Regions from separate parts of the Anas platyrhynchos genome. Here region 1 is linked to region 2. Evidence: chromatin contacts called from public Hi-C data. All regions are on one chromosome and are shown on one strand. Each heading gives the region's core, a stretch centred on a gene start, on an enhancer-like site or on the middle of the called end of the contact. The rest is flanking DNA. Distances are from core to core; before and after follow the strand shown.

Evidence for each region. Hi-C and Micro-C count contacts between places; a contact is called where the count stands out from the background.
Region 1: a contact with region 2 is called in a Hi-C map of subcutaneous adipose tissue, with 2.7 times the contacts expected there. The contact joins two enhancer-like sites. A contact is called at or near these places in 5 of 8 Hi-C or Micro-C datasets (F1 follicle, liver, skeletal muscle and 1 more).

What each region holds. Positions count from the first base shown.
Region 1 is chr13:6,453,793-6,457,246 of IASCAAS_PekinDuck_T2T, reverse strand. The region is part of intron 4 of SLC25A26 (solute carrier family 25 member 26); the gene reads left to right. Among named protein-coding and RNA genes, the nearest start is that of SLC25A26, 45 kb to the left of the region's middle. Within about 2 kb of position 1,281, at least 2 of the 8 cell types and tissues checked have an H3K27ac peak or open chromatin away from gene starts, as enhancers often do. A contact at or near this core is called in subcutaneous adipose tissue, where this site is marked.
Region 2 is chr13:6,234,899-6,238,337 of IASCAAS_PekinDuck_T2T, reverse strand. No RefSeq gene overlaps it. Among named protein-coding and RNA genes, the nearest start is that of KBTBD8, 20 kb to the right of the region's middle. Within about 2 kb of position 1,882, at least 1 of the 8 cell types and tissues checked has an H3K27ac peak or open chromatin away from gene starts, as enhancers often do. A contact at or near this core is called in subcutaneous adipose tissue, where this site is marked.

The DNA.
Region 1 (3,454 bases), core at 32-2,531, 220 kb before region 2:
ACTTGTTTGGAAGAGACCCCCCGTTTCTGCTAGGAGGTTAGCATCTTGGTGACTTAAAGCGCTGCAGAGTGGTGGGCTCTGAACTGCAGTTTGGAGGGCCTGATGTGGACCAGCTTCTGCTGGGTCTGACCCAGGATAAGGAACTTCTGGCAGTAGGATGGTGCAGACAGATGGAAAAATCTCTTCAATCATCCCAGCATTGGTTCTAGGAATCCATTGTCCATACCCTTGATATGAAAGCTCAGATCTGCACATTTCCATAATACCGTGCCCGTCAGCAGTACTGGTTTTGGTGGAAACCTCAGTGCTTGACTTACTGTTTGTGCAGATTTTTGAAGGCAACAGCAATCGTGATTTTCATCTGTAGGTACACCAACAGAACTGGAGGGATGGAGCTAAAACATGCAGAAGAGAAGAAACTGATTTTAATTTAGATTGCTGCTGCTGAAACCGGGCTTCATTTAGCCATAAATAATTCCACCCAACCCTGATGCGTTGCTAGATTTTAAATTCTTTTATACGTTTATCTGTACACATGCACGTATGTATGGATAGAATGCTTGCTCTGTTGCTTGTTAGATTACGTATGTGTACATCAAACTAAGTATTAGGCACCAACTGAGAGATATGAAGAGTTGAAACTGAAAACCCAAGATTGTGGATGAAGGTGTGGAAAAACAGAGCAGACCTGCCGCAGAGCTTGTTTAATTTAGCACGATTGTGGTAAATTCCGTGTTCCCCCATTCCACGTTTTGGAAGTACGGCACTTGTGACAGTTGGCTACAAGAGTGGCTCTTCCAAGTGGTTAAAGCAGGTGACACCACAAATTTCTTTTGAAAACCCAGCTTATTTTTATCTTGCAGGAAAGAAGTTTTGATTCCACTGTTGTGAGCAGAGGAGATGTGACACCCCCCCATCCCAAAAAACAAAACACAACAACAAAAAAAAAAAAACAACCAAACAAACAAAATGCTTAAAGCCAAAGTCATACCTAGCCTCAGAACATTTTAAGGGCCAGATTCAGCTGGTTTTAGCTAACCAAATAGATCAAACAACTTGCTTATTTATTTTTTTTAAGGGATATTCTGGGAATTCACTAGCAATCAATCCTTATAGTAAACATCTTGTCTGGTTAAGGGAAAAGAAGTTAATTTTGGGCATGGGAACTTTTGCTTCTGTTTCAAAAAAAAAAAAAAAAAAAAGAAGTTGGAGCACAGTGACCTTTCTTGGGTCTCTCCCTTGCTCTGTGCAGACTGACTGAGCGCTATGAGCAGTCACACACTAGAGGGCACACAATGCCTGTGATTGCTGCAGCGCCAGCCCAAGGAAATGCCTCTTGCAAGGGATCCAATCTTAGGGTGCCCTGTGGAGCTTGGAATTGACTTTGCTTTAATCCTGCCTCTCAACCCAGTTGCAAAGGAAACATAAAACTTGAAATGCTGTTTGTTTTGTTGACTCTGGGGAGCAGTCCCATTGAATTTCCTGGGACTAAAAAAAAAAATCTTAAGGATAGCCAGGGACCTTTATGGCAGTACAAATACGGGGCTGATACTTTCGGTTTGATTGGTTGTGCTTTGCTTTTTTTGTTTGTTTGATACCAGGTGGCTGGTTCCATTCGTGCTTGTTTAGCAGGAAGCAGAGGGCTTCTCTTGCCCTGCCTGGCCAGGTGAGCTACCCACTGTGTCCAGGACCACAGTGATCAGCCGCAGTCACACCTTGAGAGGCACGTGGCATCTCCTGTGAGGCAGGAGGAGAGCTGCCTGTGGTTGCAAGATGCAGGAGCAGCACTCCCTCATAACCTGGGTCTGCACTGTGCATGGGATGCTTCTGGTCAGGTATTTGCAGTTCGGAAGAGCAGCCTGGCTGTGGTTTCCCTCCAAGGAGGAAGGACTCTTGGGTCTTTCCTAAGAATTTCCTAAGAATGAGGAGGCAGATTGGCTTGGTCTTCGCACAGAGTGAAGAACTGGAGGTGTAATGGGAGGGCTCGCAGTCACTGCGTCTGTAACTGGAAATGCACGTGGGGGAAGGGACGGGATGGATGGTAGCATGACTTTCATTATTTTTATAGAAATGTAGGCAAAGCAGGCCTGGTGCATATGCTGCAAATGGAAATGGTGTTATTAAACCGGCCTCTTATCTTGCTTTTACTTTTCTGTTAATTTTATAGAAGCCAATAAAGTGTAAGCTCTGCAAATTTTCTTTTTATGCGGGTTGAATAAGTGAAAATTGTATTCTTGCTTTTCAAAGCCAGCAGGCCTGGCTACAATAAAGCAGAGCTTGGCCTGAACATTTTGGCTTCGAATGGCAGATAGAGCAACCCTCAGGTCACTCTACCAGATCTGGCTGTTCCAGGCTTGAATCTTTCCCAGTTAAATACTGCCAGTGATGCACGGTATGTGACACGGGTGAGTTTGTCATGAGTAAACTGAGGCCCCTGGATGCTCTTTCAGACAAAATAAACCCCCAAAAAGAGTAAAAACATAAACCAGGATACTACCCCTGCGTTCCACGGGAGAACAGCTAGTACATTGTATTCTGAATTTGCATTTGACATCGCACTGTCTAACTTGAAAAGAGAAGAGCCATAAAGAAGTATCCCTACACATCTAAATAAGTAATGTGCTCATACCTCAGTGGGAGGTTATCTGCTTCATTCCTGCTTTTGCTGATATGAAATCCTGAAGCACAAGAAAGTGTTTTAGGAGCCTCATGAAATATAAGACTCCGAAGCACTTAACTGAATCTTGTCTTGTAGATTTTAACATACTAAATGCCAATTAAAGCAAAATTTGGCCCAGTGTAATCTTGCCACTGGCTACATACCTCACAAGTTTGGGGTGTTTTTTTTTTTCTTTTTTTTCCTTTTTCTCCAACTCTCCCAGCATTTTGCCTTCTGGCCTGTACAGCTGTGCTGCTGGTATACTTTCTATTTCTGGAAGTGACCCATGCAGTTAGGTCAGTTTGTTTTAGCCTTGCTCCTTGTTGCTGAAGTAGTATAGCACATTTCCCCTCGCTGCATGAAAGCCAGAGTAGACAATCTTGATAAATATGATTAATGGGCCTCTTTGCTTTGCTCTGCAGCTGAAGGCTTCTTGAGGTTCTGTCTCTGCTGGGCTACAGCTCCCCAGACTAACTTTTACATAAAAAGTATGCCTCAGAGTCAATGATGCCGTTAAAAATATTTTTATTTGCAGCTTTTGCTATAGGAAAGTCTTTGCAGTTGAAATATGGTAATGGGGTCTGAAGAGGTGGTAGTGGCAGGAAAAGCAATTTGTAAGAGTGGGTGAGGACTGTTTTTTCCACCTCTGTCGTGTTATCTGAAAGTTTGTTGGTTACATTTTCCGTGGCTGAGGTTAAGTTTGGGGTTAGCGTGGTATTTAAAGCCTTGCCCTGATCAGTGTGATGCTAACTGTGATAGTAAATGGCAGCTTCAAGGTGATTATAACTTGTTAGG
Region 2 (3,439 bases), core at 633-3,132:
CCACTGTTGGGTTGTCATTCTTCATGAAAGCAACTTGAATTTAATTGCAAGCCTATGCCAGGCTCCTGCAAAAGTGCTTTTTTAGTCTTATTCTGACATTAGGATAAAATAAGAAAAAATACAATTCAATGCATAATAATTTCTGCAACCTGTCATCCTCTTTGGCTAAAATCTTCCATATCAAACCAAATAACAGTAACAACACCCCTGTTTCTATGAAGATTCACAACTCATTTTTAACTGAGAAGCAGGAACTTGGCTTGAACCCCAAAGTCTAAGGATGACTGTTTCATGAGCAGTCAAGATTATAAATATTCCTTAAAGCTTCTTCTCTTTTTAATATATTTGGGCATTGTAACCCAGAAAAGTAAGCGACTTGTCCTGGACTGGGGTTTCTCAGCTGTGGTCTGTAGGCAGGTTGTGGTCCATCTTATGGCACCTCTTTCCCTGGAGGTATTGCTGGAGCAGCTCGATGATGAGCACACACCGTGCTGTGTAGGGAGGACCATGGTGATTTCTGACCTGAAGCATTTGGGAGCTTCCATCCTGAATTTCAGAGGGCTCCAGGGGCTGAGATGGAGTTGGTTTTCTGGGAAACACCCACCTCAATAGCCACTTGCCTTGATGTCACTGGCCTGTGAAAGCCCCTCTCAGCAGTGACAGAAGGAGCATCATGGAGCAGCGGCCGTGTTATTTGTAATAGCTGGAAAATAACATCCCAGGGAAGCTGCAGAGAAGATTCAACAGGTGGGAGTTGTACCCTTTGTACTGAGAGTAACAGCCCCACCGCTGGTTCATGGCCCGTTTCTCCACGTGATGTGGCCTCACACGTGTCCTGGACCACACAGATGCCCACACAAATTGTCCACTTCAAGGCAAAGTGAGCTCCATCCCTGGGGTCCCATATGAGCACAGCCCTTATCCATGGTCAGGGGACCCGCTGTGCCAGTCCAAAGTGCGTGATGGGGATGGCATCTCACACCACGAGGATATCAAAGCATCCCCACGGGGCAGACCGGGGTGGCCGGGGACATGTGGCCAGGGCAGCATCCCTCCCTCACGCAGCCCGAATGGGATAAATGGGCAGCGATTCATGTTTCCATGAGTTTGCACACATTCACACAGCTGCACTGAAAGGAGAAGAAAGAGTTATTTATGATGCGTTCTGAACTATAAACTATATCAAAGTCAAAGCTCAGGGTAATTGCTGCTGAAGTAGATCCAAAGGTTGGCATTATGATTAAATAGCGCTGCTGCCTTTTAGGGGAAATCTAGTTACAGACAAACAACATGGAGGTCAGCAGCAAAATATAATTCAATTCTCAGCTATGAATTAATGAATGTGTTTTAGATTAATTTAAATCCACAAAGAGACTTTGTGTTGCAGAAATATTCATTATGAAGTTTACCAGATTATTCTTCTGGCAAGGATTCAGCTTTCTGTGTTTCTGCAGGTGAACGCGCTCCTCGCAAAACAAAGCACAAGGAACGTGCCAGCTTTCCCTACAAAATGTGTCAGTTTGGGTTCGTCAAAGCTTCCTCTCCTTCCCAGCTGACCTGCATGATGTTTGTGGCTGCTCTGGCTCAATAGGAGATCAAGGTGAAAGGGATCAAAAAAAAAAAGTCCATGACATTCATGGACCAGGTACATCTTTCCATCTGCTCTGGGGCCACAGCCTCTCTGTAGGAGAGCACAGGCTTTGCTGGGGCTTAAATGTGTCCTGAAATGTTTTCTGGAATAACGAAGCTCTTCCCGACTGGTGCTTATGGGCGTGCGTGCTGGCAATCTTTTACATTTGAGGTTACTTGGAACATCTCCTGCGTGATGATAGTCTCTGGCCGCCTTCCTAATCGTGCAAGGAAAAGAGCTTGCGCAGCCAGAGGCCATCCAGGGGATGAAGTAAAATGCTCGCTGTGGTCACAGGAGGGCTCACAGCCCTGCCAAGGGGTGCTGAGCCCCAGTGCTTCCTGCAGGGGTGGTGCCAGAGTGGGAAGGGAGCCTGGACCACGGGGGGACTGTGCTGGCAGGACATGAAAGTGGCTCTGACACTGCTTGGCTGTGCTGTCCCCATCATGGTGGCCGAGGAGGGGGGGACATTTGGGCCACAAAGCCACCCGCTTCCCTCTACCTCCCATGAACTCAGCTTGCTTCTTCCCAGCGCCGGAGGCATCCACGACGTGCCTCACCAGGGCAGAAGCCAGCACTTGAAATAAGATGGGAGCCCCTTCCACATTTACAGCAGTGGTGGCCATTTCTCCTTAGCTACAATCTGGTGTTTGAGCAACTTTGCTTTCAAACTCGAGCACAAGTTGTCTGAGCCATTCGCGCCCTGATTTCAGTTCAGCTGCTCTTGACAGAAGAGCTTTGCTTGTGCTGCGCCCCTCGGTTTGTGGACTGTTAGTGGCTGAGGCTCTGTGTGTGCGCATTATTTGAACATCTGGATTTTTACGACTTGGCATCTTGCTCCCTAATTAACAGCGATGTAACATAGCCTGGGCAGGAACCTCCAGCGAGGGCGACTGCTGGCCACAACAGCCAGCACCCGCTCTTGTTTGGGACATTGCTCGTGGCCCCAAAGCACTGAAGGCAAAGCCTGCTTCCAGTTCCACCTGCCTACGAGGATGAAAAACCCTGTTACATGTCCTAAACATGGCTTTTTTTTTTTTTTTTTTTTTTTAAGGCAGAATATATATATTTTTTCTTTTCTTGTTCTGTGGTTTTATATGGCTCCTTTCAGAAAGCTGTGCTAGCCCTGGGTAGCCTCACCCTGCCTAGCCTTCTGCTCCAGATGGTTTTGCTTTCCTGCAACAGCGAGGTCTTTGGTCAGGGAGGCCAGCAAGTAATAATTCATGAGCTGTTTTTGGCTGCTTTTAGCTCACAGTCAGGAGCCAGGGTGGAAATGCATTTATTATGGACAAGTTTTAGCCATTAAACTTGGAGTTTGCCTTCCAAGCACTGCAGTAATTTCTCACGCCTGAGTTTCTCTCTTGCTTATGGTAGGGAATCAACTGCAGTGGGTCAGGACGCTCAGGATGTGGCTTCCTTTGCCCTTGAGCATGTCCAAGCCTGCAGGAGCAGGTGGAGACTCCTCTGCTGTAATAAAGGTGATTTCCAGCAATCACTAACAGCCCTGGGGGTTCTGGAAAGCTCTCACCGGGCTGCACACCGGCTGTTTCCAGGACTGTTTACACCCTCCCTGGGGCTCCTGCACAGAGGCCACAGGATGGAAAGCCCTGTCCCGGGGTCAAGAAGCAGGTGGAGCAGGGCATGGGTTGCCTTCTTGTGTGGAGGCTCTGACAGCTGGGGCTTGAGAACGGGATTCCTCCCTGGCATGGAGTGCTGTAGCTCAGAGGAACTCAGATATCTGCTCGAAACACGCTGCCCCTAGTTCCCAAGCTGCAGCAAGAGCAGCTGAAGCTGCTCGGCTGAAGTCTTGCT